3 separate regions of the Zea mays genome follow, and all the other regions are linked to region 3. The links are chromatin contacts, called in public Hi-C maps. All regions are on one chromosome and are shown on one strand. The core of a region is the stretch at or near the end of the contact, and the rest is flanking DNA. Distances in the headings are between cores, read along the strand shown.

Evidence for each region. A called contact is a pair of places that touch in the nucleus more often than the background predicts.
Region 1: a Hi-C map of tassel shows a contact between it and region 3, with 2.2 times the contacts expected there. The contact joins the promoter of LOC103651197 here to the promoter of LOC100382892 in region 3. A contact is called at or near these places in 2 of 25 Hi-C or Micro-C datasets (ear and tassel).
Region 2: a contact with region 3 is called in a Hi-C map of tassel, with 4 times the contacts expected there. The contact joins the promoter of LOC100272663 here to the promoter of LOC100382892 in region 3. A contact is called at or near these places in 2 of 25 Hi-C or Micro-C datasets (ear and tassel).

The regions. Positions count from the first base shown.
Region 1 is chr3:201,596,959-201,601,060 of Zm-B73-REFERENCE-NAM-5.0, reverse strand. It overlaps LOC103651197 (pentatricopeptide repeat-containing protein At3g58590), which reads right to left and starts at 2,445. Exons shown (of 3, transcript XM_008676817.3): 1 at 353-2,445. The coding sequence starts at 2,365. The coding sequence ends at 371.
Region 2 is chr3:201,230,915-201,235,118 of Zm-B73-REFERENCE-NAM-5.0, reverse strand. It overlaps LOC100272663, which reads left to right and starts at 1,820. Exons shown (of 4, transcript NM_001147121.1): 1 at 1,820-2,656; 2 at 2,745-2,835. The coding sequence starts at 2,178.
Region 3 is chr3:201,402,410-201,406,400 of Zm-B73-REFERENCE-NAM-5.0, reverse strand. It overlaps LOC100382892, which reads left to right and starts at 1,737. Exons shown (of 1, transcript NM_001175581.1): 1 at 1,737-2,972. The coding sequence starts at 2,064. The coding sequence ends at 2,738.

The sequences.
Region 1 (4,102 bases), core at 1,196-3,695, 190 kb before region 3:
CTTCTTGAAAAGTAAACCAAGGGTAAGGCTATTACGAAGTTCCCTTCCCCAAACCCTGGGTAAGTTATGCAATTAAATTAAACAACTTAAGATGGTATTAAGTATTAACAAAAGACAAACTGTGGGAAAACAAATATGACAAACCAGAAAGCTACTGCATCTACCAGAAAAGCATCATCAATGAGGATGCATGATCTAACATCTAAATGGACATGGTGATCTAATATACATCTCTCTTCTATTTTTGTGGTACTTCAATATGTGCAGGTCCAATAAAAATGAACTTGATCCAGTCCATTCTAAATATTGAACTATCAGCAAAAAAAAAAGGTTAACGGGACGAAAAGCACACCTCCATGCAACAGGAATTCTATTTGATCCACGGCTGGCTAAAAACTTGTGCCTCTGTAACACCATATGTCTTGCATCCTTGGAGGAATGTGCGACATATGGCAGTGCTTGGTTGGAAAGGCATGCCTCTAATCACGACCTCAGCTTCCTTCAAATAACCACACTTGCATAGCATGTCCACCACACAAATGTAATGCTCCATATCAGCTTCAATTGAATAATCAGCTTTCAAATTTTTGAATATCTTCATCCCCTCCTGCACAAGCCTACCATGTCTACAAGATGACAGGACTGCTAGAATTGCTACTTTGTCAGGTTTGCAGCCATCCTTTTCCATGGCTTTAAACAATGCCAAGGCCTTACGAGAAAAACCATTAAGTCCAAGTCCTGAAATCACAGTTGTCCATGATATAAGGTTCCTGTCTTCCATTTCCTCAAAGACTCTGAGACAGTCTTCAATTCTACCACATTTAGCATACATATCTAGCAACATATTATCAACATAACTGTCAGAGCAACTGGAATTGGTCTTGATGAAAAGTCCATGAATCAACTTACCAAGATAAAGGCTATTGTTTTTGGTACAAATGCCCAGCAAGCTCACACATACATAACTATCAAAACGGTGCCCAAAGATCCTCATCTGCCTGAAAAATCCAAAAGCTTCAATGAAATCACCATTCCGTGCGCAAGCAGTAATGAGTATGCTCCATGAAATAGTATCTCGATCTCGCTTATGTAGAAGTAGGTCCTTAGTTTCTTGGTACATGTGAGCTTTGTTACAGACACCAGCTAAAACATTCATAGAAACACTACATGAGTCTGGATCCAGTGCAGCTCCATAAGATAAGGCATCAAAAATAATGCCATGTGAAGCATACGATGATATGATAGCACTTGAAACATAGTCATTACCACCATGACCCAATCTTATGACCAATGAGTGAACCTGCTGGAGATCCAATAGTGATGGATCCTTGAGAGATGACAAAGTAACTTCATTTGGTTTAATCCCTGATTGCAGCATGTGTCTCACAATAACCAAATAAGTTGGATCATCACAATCAGAGTGACCAGAAATCAGAGCATTCCAACACGTGGTGCTATTTCCATGAACCCCTTCAAGCACTTTATGAGCATCACCCCTACTACAATTTGCATAGAAACCAACCAATGAAGTGTTCACGGACACACTTGTGCTGAGATTGTGCTTGATAATTTTCGCATGAACAAATCTCCCATGTTTGTGTCCATCTATAACGGTGCAAGCATACAGAACACTGGCAAATGTAATTTCATTTGGAAAAATGCCCTGACGTTGCATACTCAAGAAAAGCTCAAAAGCTCTCTCTGGGACATGACTCCTTGCAAAACCAGTTATCATTGTATTCCAACAAACCACATCTCTAAACATTATCTCATTGAATAGCTTCTCTGCCACATCTATTGCACCACAAGTACAGTATGAATTCAGCAATGCATTTGCAACTGCTGAGAGGGAACCCATTCCAATTTTGTTCATTACACCATGAACTTGCTCTGGCAACCCAAACGAAGGCAATATGGCAACAAACGAGCCATCTGACAAGCCATCGCCACTTCTCACGAGCTCCCTGAACCAGGACACTGCAGCGCGGCTGTGTCCAAACTGCACAAACGAATAGATGAGACAATTCCAGGTGACAACGCTCCTTACGGTCATTTCACCGAACACCTTGAGCGCCTCGTCGAAGCGCCCGCTTCGCCCGAAGAACCCCACTAGCGAGGTCCCCGAGTAGGGCTCGCAGTGGAGCAGGCCCCTCTTGAGAATGTGCGGGTGCAGCTGCGCGGCACAGCAGGCGGTGGCGGAAGGCGAGGCGAGGATCGGTGAGAAGGTGAACGCGGTCGGGGCGACGCCGGCAGCAAGCATGCGCGTGAGGAGCGAGAGGGCGTCGACAACGCGACCGGTGCGGGAGCGGGAGGCGATGAGGGAGTTGAAGAGGGACTCGGAGAGCGGCGGGCTTGGACGCGGCATCCCGTCGAGCTCGAGCAAGCGGCGGGCGCGGCATTGGAAGCGCGCAGCGCACGTAGGCTTGTTCGAACTGTAGTGGACTATGGGCCTTATGGGCCTGATTGGCTCTATAGTGAGCCTGACTCCAATCCGATCCATTACAGATGTTGTTTAGTTACTTGCATTAATACTTGTTGCATGTATTCAAAAGCTATTAAAATTTATTATATTTTCATGTGATCGGACAACTTGTGCATCTATAAATTTACCATATCATACTTCAAGCCTTAATCACTTTTAAAGAAATTGAAAATGTTTAATAGATACTAATTACATGTTGATGCATCATTAAAAAATATTAATGATAGTCCTTAATCCACTTTTAAATAAATTAAAATTATTTAATAGACAATAATTACATGTTAATTATTAGGAATTGCATTAGTAGAGCATGCCCCCGGAGAAAACAGATTTTGATTTGGTTTCTCTCTAGCCAAGGCGCCAAGCCCACTCGTGGTTTTTGCGCCCTGCTCAATCTCCACACACAATAGAACCAAACACACCCTATATTAATTATCGTCATGTTAACATATCGTCCCTGCAAACAATGAGTCTCGCTAAAGACTATATAGATAACTAAACACACCCTATATCAATTATCTCCACGTTAGTTATCAGTTCTATTGTCAATCTCTACAATCGATTGTCAACGTAGAACTATCTCAAATTTTCTTTTATAGACGTTTAGTTAATACTTAATACGAAACACATTATTTTATTAAAAATAACAATTCATCTGATTACGTAATTAAGTAAATAAATTTTATATAATTCATAAAAAATGAGTAAGAATTATATAATTTTAAAAAGAATCGTTTTGCTATAGCTTGGTAGCTTGTTAAAAATTCCTTATTAGGACTATTTGTTTCTGCTGGCCAGATTCTGCCCGTTAGAATCAGCTTAAGGCATTCAAACGTTTCGATAGATCTCTTATACAAGGAAAGTATAAATAACCAAATTATCAAAGTCATTATATAATAATATGTTTTTTGCTATATTACTAATTAGAAATTATAGGCATTCATACACAATTATCTCGCTGATTTAAAAATTGAACTCAGAATTTATATTTTTAGCATATAGAGGTCATAGCCCAGTATATAGGGCATGTTCGGTTTAGCTTTTTCTGACAATCTTTTCTGGGAATCTGATTGAGGAGAGAGTGTAAGTATCGCGTGGATTACGTGTGTGTAGGAAGATGAAGGAGTCTATAGGGTTTGAAATCTAGAAAGTAACAGATTCATCCTATCACGACGACTCGGCCGATTGTGTGTTTACATTCATTTTAAACGATTTTCATCAAAACGATTCTCATAAAAGTGGACTAAAAACTAGATGTTTGGTAGTCCGCAACACTTGTAACGACTAAAATCTAAATTTAAGCTGAAACTGATGGAGCCATGCAAGAGCTAGGGGTTCTAAAATTCTAGAGGTCCTGTACGGTTTATCCATTTGCACTGAGCCATGAACGGACCTGAAAGCTTGGATGATCCGGCCAATCAATTGATCTGTGAAAAAAAAAACATTCTTGGTTCGTCTCTCTTTTCCTTCTTTGCTTTGTTTCTCTTTGTATGCTTTGTTTATCTTTCTAAGGTAGTATTTAGTTATAGAGTATAGTAGGATAGAGCCGTTTCACTCTTAATTTGTTGTTATTTGGATTGGTTCCTTAGGATAGAGTGACTTTAAAAAGAAAAAATTATG
Region 2 (4,204 bases), core at 571-3,070, 170 kb after region 3:
AGAATCGTTAGTTCACAAGCAGTTGTCATGAATTACCAAAACACCACTAAGGGGCCTAGATGATTTACAGTTGCGCACACCGTCCGAAGTCCGGAACGCGCACAATAAATTTACTTGTCGGAGCAAGGCTCGAAACGTCGACAAGCTTGATTTGGGTACCCTAGTATATATTATTGACAACACTATGGTGTTGTTTTAAATAAAAAAATATATGTGATTTCTAGCTAAGTTTTAGAAAAGTATATAAACATCGATATATTTTAAATATATGCAATATCAAGTCTTACTTCTTAAAGAATTTAATGGACTGACTTGATGTTTAATAACTACAAGAAGCGACTAGTTTTGGTGCAGTTTTATGTAAAACAAATTAGAAACAGTAAATCTTAATTTATAATAAGTAAAACTAAAGCGAACTAATAATTTAGAATGGAGGAAGAATATACAACCATGTTCAGCCATTATTCCTTCAACTTCCCACGTTTCTATCTGCTCAAGTGAAGCGCCAAAGCTAAAACCAAAGTACTATACTCATTCTCTGTTCATAAATATATGACATTGTTGTTGTTTTTTTAAAAACTTTTATCACTCGTCTTATCCAGAAAATAATAAATTATTATTTATTTTTTATGATTTGTTTTATCACTTAAGGTGGTTAGTGTTTGACTTAAAATTTTATATTTTTAAATAAATATTTCGAATAAGATAAGTGGTCAAAGTTTTCGAAAAAAGTTAACGATGTCATATATTTGTGAACGGAAGTAGTAACTTACGATGTGTTTGGTTCGGTGTCAACGAGGGATGGGACGAGATCAAACTTAGGTTGACCCTGTCCCTTATTTTTTGAGGGATAGCTTCATCCACTATTTTTAAAGAATATTTTTTGACCTTGACTCTTGACCTCCAAACCAAATATGGATCAAGTTAGAATGATCACACTCCATCTCTCTTCATCCATCCATCCAAACACTACATATAGTTGCCCTGCTCGGGAGAGATCAGACTGAGCTAATTTTATATTCAGCCCAACATCCGCACACAGGCTTTCCTCTGACGCAGATTGATTAATCAAGAAGCTAAGGATGGCGTGGGTAGATTAAAGCGCATCATACACAGTACAGAGCCCGAGCGGCAAGGAACAAGACGGGCACGGTTAGATCTCTGATCCCGAGGGGATGCTGCTGTCAGCTGTCTGACGGAACGGAACGATACGACCGCAGTGCATATGGGTTTCTTTTGGGCGCAAAGCTTCCACCACCGAGTCCTTTGTTTATCCTGTAGCTACATCGACGCGACGACGCCGCTCCGATTCACCTGTGCATGCATGAAGAATCACCACCGGCCTGCTCACCGCTCGCCAGTCGCCATCAAAGAAATCAAGCCGGTGGTGACCCGATCGGCCATGGTGGTCCAGTCCAGCAGGGCGCATCATATCCTCGTGACGCCCTGCATGAAAACGAAGCTGCTCGGCATGCATGTGATCAGCAACGACATGTAATCGCTCCCCCTAGTTGCCTAATCGCTTCGACACCCACGCACCGGGTCGTTGGTGACAGTGACGCGGCCAATTTTGGGCGACAACGACCGCTAGCTGATCCATTTCAAGCCAAGCGCCCCCAGCGAGCGAGCGAGCGGTGGATCCGCGCCGCGGGCGGTAAATCTACTGCCTGTCTGTCTCGGCTGGGTGGTCGGCGCCTCGCGTGCCCCTTTTCAGCTTTCGCTGCCACTTGAAACGAACGAGCCGCAGCCCGCAGCCGCGCGCCGAGCCCCCACCAACAACTACCCGCGCTACGCGTACGTAGCGCACTCCACTGGAATACTGGATCGCTCTCGGAGCAGGGAAGGAGCTAGCTAGCTAGCTGGCGCAGGCTGTCCTCATGTTCCAAAAGTCTCGTCCCATGTGACCCCTCCAATTCCAATTCCCGTCCGTCTCCATCCCCTCGCCCCGGCACAAGCTACCCGGGGGCCAGGACGGTGGTGCCGTGCGGTCTCGTAGCTACTGCACTGCATCACTATAAAGCTAAGCTCCAGGCGCCGCGCCGCCCATCTATCGCGAGATCTAGCGAGCGAGCGCGCACACTGCTGGCGGCACCAGGCTACGACGATCGAGAGAGCCGCCGTGCCAGCACATTGTCCATTGTCCGCGCGGCGGGGGATCGGGCGGACGCGCACATAATATGGCGCAGCTGCCGCCCAGGGTCCCGACCGCGGTGCACCGCTGGCCGGAGGGCGGCCACCACGGCGCGGCGGCGTGGGCCGATGACTTCGCCGAGTTCGCTGCGTCGCGGCGGGGCGCGCACCGCAGGTCCCTGAGCGACTCGGTCGCCTTCGTCGAGGTGGCGCCCGCGGCCGGCGAGTTCGACAGGCTCGACGACGACCAGCTCATGTCCATGTTCCCCGACGAGGCCGCCGCCGGCGGCGGCGGCGGCGGGTCGTCCGCGGCAGGGTCCGAGAACAACGGCGGCAGCAGCGACAGTTACGGCGATAGGCGCGGCGGCGGTGGCCCTGCGGCGGGAGGCACCAGCACCACCACCAGCTGCAATGGCTTCGATGGTGGCGAGCACAACGAAGCCGCGGACGCGCAGGCGACGGGGCAAGCTGCCGCCGCCGCCGCCGCCTCCACGGAGCTGATCCGGGACCCCAAGAGGGTGAAGAGGTGAGCCCGGTCGATCGAGCTAGCCCGCCATGCGTGCATGCAAAATGCAGACTGAAACGAGCCTTTGCTTGCGCCGAATTTCTTCCAGGATCCTTGCCAACCGGCAGTCAGCTCAGAGGTCGCGGGTGAGGAAGCTGCAGTACATCTCCGAGCTCGAGCGCAGCGTCACAACACTGCAGGTAAGCACCAGCATTACTATATATGATATATCGATACTATGATTCTATGAAACTTCTAAGTTTCTTGCTCCAACACAAATAAACCAGTGCTATCACGCATAATGCATAAGAATTGTAGCTGCTTGAGCGTAAACGCTAGCTCTCTTGAAAAATGCAGAAGAAATCTGGCACCTCATTCAAATGTGATCGATCGATACAGACATGCATGGAAAACAACTCCACATGCAACCCCCCCCCCCCCCCCACCCCACACCCCACACCTACAAACTTGCGTAAGAAATTATATATATGTGCAATTTTGTAAACACGATTGGTAGTAGCTCCGACAAACGTAGTACTCGATCGATAAAAAAGACACGCATGAGCATGATGCATCTGCATTCATGCTGTGGAGCAAAGTGGCCTGAAATTTCCCTCTTCAAGGGCTAGTTTAGGAATCCCGTTTTATCAAGGAAAATTAGTTCATTTTCCTTTAGAAAAATAGGAATCCGATGCATAGTGTGCATATATACCAAGAAATTCTGATAGATTCAAGCCATTAATTTTACTGAAGTTAATTACAGACATCATCAGACATGCGTGGTCACGATCGATACCATATAATTCACGGACACACATGCATTTACTTTGGAGCGAGCTGAGGCCTGAGGACGATGCGGCGAATAACTTGTCATTTCAGCACATGCATGCGTTGATGCGTAATAGCCAACAGCTAGCAAAAGGTCGTAGATGTAGGCTGTGATAGATCGGCGCCGTGCAGCACAGGCTGGCTCGCAATAGCAACAGCGTCGTCGCAAGTGACACGCGCCCATGTGCATGTGATGTGTGAAGACCCGTCCGGCCGGGATGGATCATGGAATGGAAGCAAAGCAACACTAGGCGGGGCGGGCGCTCTCTCCCCCCGCGTCGTCCCGGCCGTGCATGCATGCACGCCGATGCCTTTACCCCGGCCGGCCGGAGCGCGCGCGCGGTAGGAATCGAACCCCACGCGTACTGCCATGATCCAAGTGCACATGCCTCTGTGGTCCCTGGGTGGTCGACCAAGCTGGTGGTACAACACGAGCCTTGCCTCCTTGCGCAAGATCCGTTTGGTTGGAGCAGGAATAATTCGCGTGGCTTTTATGCTTGGGTGAGTATACACTATACGTACAAAATACTGCAATGGGGTCGAAGCACAGTAGCGTTCTTTTATTCGTTACGTTGCTGTACGGCGCTCAGCTTGTCCGGTCCGGTTCTGTTAACTCGCCACATGCATGGCCGTACGCTCAGCTTGTTCCAGAAGACTATCAGATTCAGCTTTACATGTGTGTGCTAGCTGGTGCTGGATCCTGTCCATGAACATTGAACATAGAAATAGTTTCGGATCTTT
Region 3 (3,991 bases), core at 488-2,987:
AACAATATATCTAAAAAGATAAAATATTTTATAATTTAAAATGGAGAGGATAACACTGAGCATTAAACAAAAGCCAGTAACTAGTGGGTAGGTACAAGTTTTCTATTTTATCACAGTAAATAGTAGAAAAAAATATACGTTTTCTCAAACAATTTGTCAGGAATAATGTGGGGGCAGACACGAATGACACATGACCATCGTACCTTGGCTTCCAAGAAGCTCCACACATGACAGTCGCAGTTAAAGTTACAGACTCCACATAGTACTTGACATGCATTTCTCGTTTAACCTTTTCAATGTGAAATGAGAGGTCATATATAGTAAATGGCAAAGTTAAACATGAAACCGAAGAAAAATACCCTAGATGTGTGCACTAATGGTCTTAAAAGGAAATCTTATAATTCTCCATCACGTGAACTTGTGCACAAGTTTGCAAGAAGGATTGCACAAAGAATATCACGTACTACACACACATAGCACACACGATGACGATCAGCTGGCTTATCGTGCAGACTGTGGGGGCTGTCCAGTTGGAGCAGCTAGCACAGTTTTGTGCAGGAAGTGCAAGGGGAGGAATTTATTGTGGCTTCTCCTAATAACAATGAATTGAGATCAGGAAGTGAGGCAGAGAGACACGTGATCTCAGCAAATTAGTTTCTGGCCTACACCCTGACTCCTGTCTCTGGGCCTGCCTGTCCGCGCCACCCTTTCCCTGCTGCGACCCTGCATCATCCTATCAATCCATCTATAGCAGGCTATAGCGGCCTCTCTGCGTACGTACTACACTTCACCCACACAAAAAATTAAAACTGAGAAGGGACCAGAAAATGGAGAAGAGACACGATCTTCTCCTCTCAGTTCAAATATATATGGTACTAGGAGTACGTGGTAGCTCTTGTCCTTGTCAAGGTGTAGGTAAAAGATCGAAGGAGTACTAGTAGAATAATAATTATTTCACCTTTCTGGTAGAGAGGTCCTAATCTTTTTAATTTCTCCCTCCCTTCTCCTCGGCCTTCCCTCTCCTCGGTCACAGAGAGAGGTTGCCGAGATAAGATCTGCACTGCCTTCTTTTGCTTGTCACTTTCACAAAAGAGAGGCCGGCCGGCTGCATGCTCCCAGGCCACCAGCGCACGCAGGAGCTACTATTAAGCAGCTTGGCTTGGTGTGGTTCTACTTCTATCTGCCTGCGCTGCGCCTCTCCTCCTGCGGACGGAGTCCTTGTGCTTGTGGACGGTTCCCAAGTCCCAACTTCCTTCCGCCCATATGGCCACTAAATCTTTTTCATCGACATGGCCAGCCGAGTGAGAGCTTTGGCGCGGGGAGGATCGCATGCAGCTGAAACGGTTCGGTCTCTTAGGCGCGCGATTAGTTTTTCTCTCTTTTGATTCCTAGCTAGTAGCTTTGTTCTTTCCGGCTGTGTTGTAGGGAGTGCGCAAGTGAGTTAGCTCAAGCTGGAGGAGGACAAGAACCAGTTGTCCAAGGGCTTGGACCCTTGGAGCAACCCTACCGCCGCCACCAGCACCCTGCACTACCTGCTCCAGGAGAAGGAGAGAGCGCAGGCGCAGGAGCAGCTCCAGATCTATCACCAGCAAGGATTCAGCTACCTCCAGCACCACGGGAGGCAGCAGCAGCAGCAGCAGCAGCAGCAGCCGCCGAGGGCTGCAGGAGCCGGCGCCGATGGCGTCAGCAGCGGCGAGTCGACGCCCGTGGACGCGCTGGCCACCGCATTCGTGAGCGGCCGCATCGTGCGCTCCGCCGCCGGGCGCAAGGACCGCCACAGCAAGGTGTGCACCGCGCGCGGGCTGCGCGACCGCCGTGTCCGCCTCGCGGCGCACACGGCCATCCGGTTCTACGACGTGCAGGATCGGCTAGGCTACGACCGCCCCAGCAAGGCCGTCGACTGGCTCATCCGCAACGCTAAGGCCGCCATCGACGAGATCCCGGCCGACCGGGTGGAGGTGCAGCAGCCTCCCACGGAGGCGGCAGATGCCACCGAGCCGGCCGAGCAGGTGACGTCGACGTCGCCCTACCGGTTCGGCAACCCCGGTGGCGCCATCGGTGCTATGGCCGGCTCGTTCATGCCACATTCTGTCGGCGGCGCCGATGGCGGCGTCTCCGGCTCCGCGAACGTCAAGTCTTTGTTCCCCTCGTCGTCGGCAGCCAGCACCACCCCCACCCAGGACGAGTACAGGGGCTCCCCGCCGGACCTCCTGTCGCGCACGACCACCAACCACCAGCCGCAGGAGCTTTGCCTCACTCTCCAGTCCGCTAATAGCCACCAAGCCCACCAGCAGCAGCAGCAGTTCTTCGGCCATGTGTCCCCGAACCAGCACGGTATGATCTCTGGTGCAGCAGGCGTCCAAGGCTGGGCGGCGGAACACGGCCAGAGAATGCCGTCGTGGCAGCATGCTTCGGAGAACGGCGCGGGAGCCGGCAATGGCGGCGACAGCTACATGTTCGGCGTGCCCCCACGGCAAGGGGGGCTAGACCACCAGGGCGGGCAGCTCTTCTCCCAAGGGGAACCCCTTCAGTCCAGTGGCGGCTGGCCGTCTGCGGCCCGCACTTGGCTCGACCCTCTGGCCGCGATCCACCAGCAGCCGTCGGCGATGGCTGGGCAGGTCGGCTTCAGCCATCTGGTTGGCGCCGGCGGCGGGTTCATGGGGTTCCTCGCGCCGCCGGCCGCGGCCCAGCGGCTCCAGGGCCAGGAGGAGCAAGGAAGCGAAGCGATGAGAGAGTGATGAACGTACGTGCTTAACTACGACTACGAGGTAAGGTGTGCGAGCTTAACACACACACACTGCTAGCTCTTCACTGATGTGCTGCTGCTCAGGTGTATGTCATTTCATGTAGGAGTTTGTTTATTAGGTGATGGGATTTTCGCATTATTAGTTATTAGCTGCTGCTGCTGCGGCTATATTCGAGCGACCGTGTGCCTGTGTAACTAAGGTTTAATCAAGCCGTTCCCTAGCTTGAAACTAGACAGCCGTTACTGTTTCATTAGTTCTTGCTACTGCTACTACCGTTTTACACTATTCCATATATTATTATTTTTTCTTCAAATTCATGATTCTCAGCATGCATGTGGTGACGATGGGGTTTCCCCCTTTGGTCCCTTTTAATGTTTCTCTTCTCGCCTCATTATTCGAAGGAAGATTCTGGCCTTCCTTTAGCCACGCAGCTGCTTGTCGCCCGCTAGCTAGATCCTGATGACTCCATAAAGCAGGCAAGAGAGGCAAAGCAGCAGCAGCCGATGTAATTGCAGCCTCCAATAATGATGCGTATAATGTCGTAGTAGGCGATGGCATGGCAGGCACAGCAGGAAGAAGAAAAGGCGGCGGCAAAAGGGATCGAGCAAAACAAGTAAAGAACACGAGGCGGCAGCCCGGCCGCAGCCGAATTTAAGATCAGTTTAGTGCCCTGTAGCAGTTAGGAGTGCAAGTGCTGCGCTGTTTGCTTCTGTATGATGTCCTCTCCCTCCATGCCAATAATGAATGATAGGGGGCAGGGCAGGGCAGGCAGCAGGAAGAAGGGCGGGCGGGGGGCGGTGGGGATCGATCTGCGGACTGCGGCCGCTCTATGCGTTGCATTTGCATGCCTCTATTATTGGAAGTGCTTTGATGCCGCCCCTCTTTCCTCTGCTTTCACTGTGTGGGGGCGCCGGAAGTTGCATGTATGGCACGCCGGCCGTACCGGTACCCCCTGACAGTTTCGTGAAAGGGGGCGCTGCTGGGACAATGGCATATATATATATCAACGTCCTGCTAATTTGGCAGTGGCGCGGCGCAGCCAGAGCTATGGCTCGCCGGTGTTCGTTTCTGGTTGTTTGTTAGCCGCCCCACTAGCTAGGCTTTGCGTGCCAGTCAGCCTCCGTATTATTCCTGCCTGGCCTCTGATTTTTCGTTCTTCGCCAGTTCATGGAAGCGTATCTTGCTCATTCCCACGCATCAAATCTGTCTCTGACCCTACGGATAAAATAGCTTTGTGTATTCGT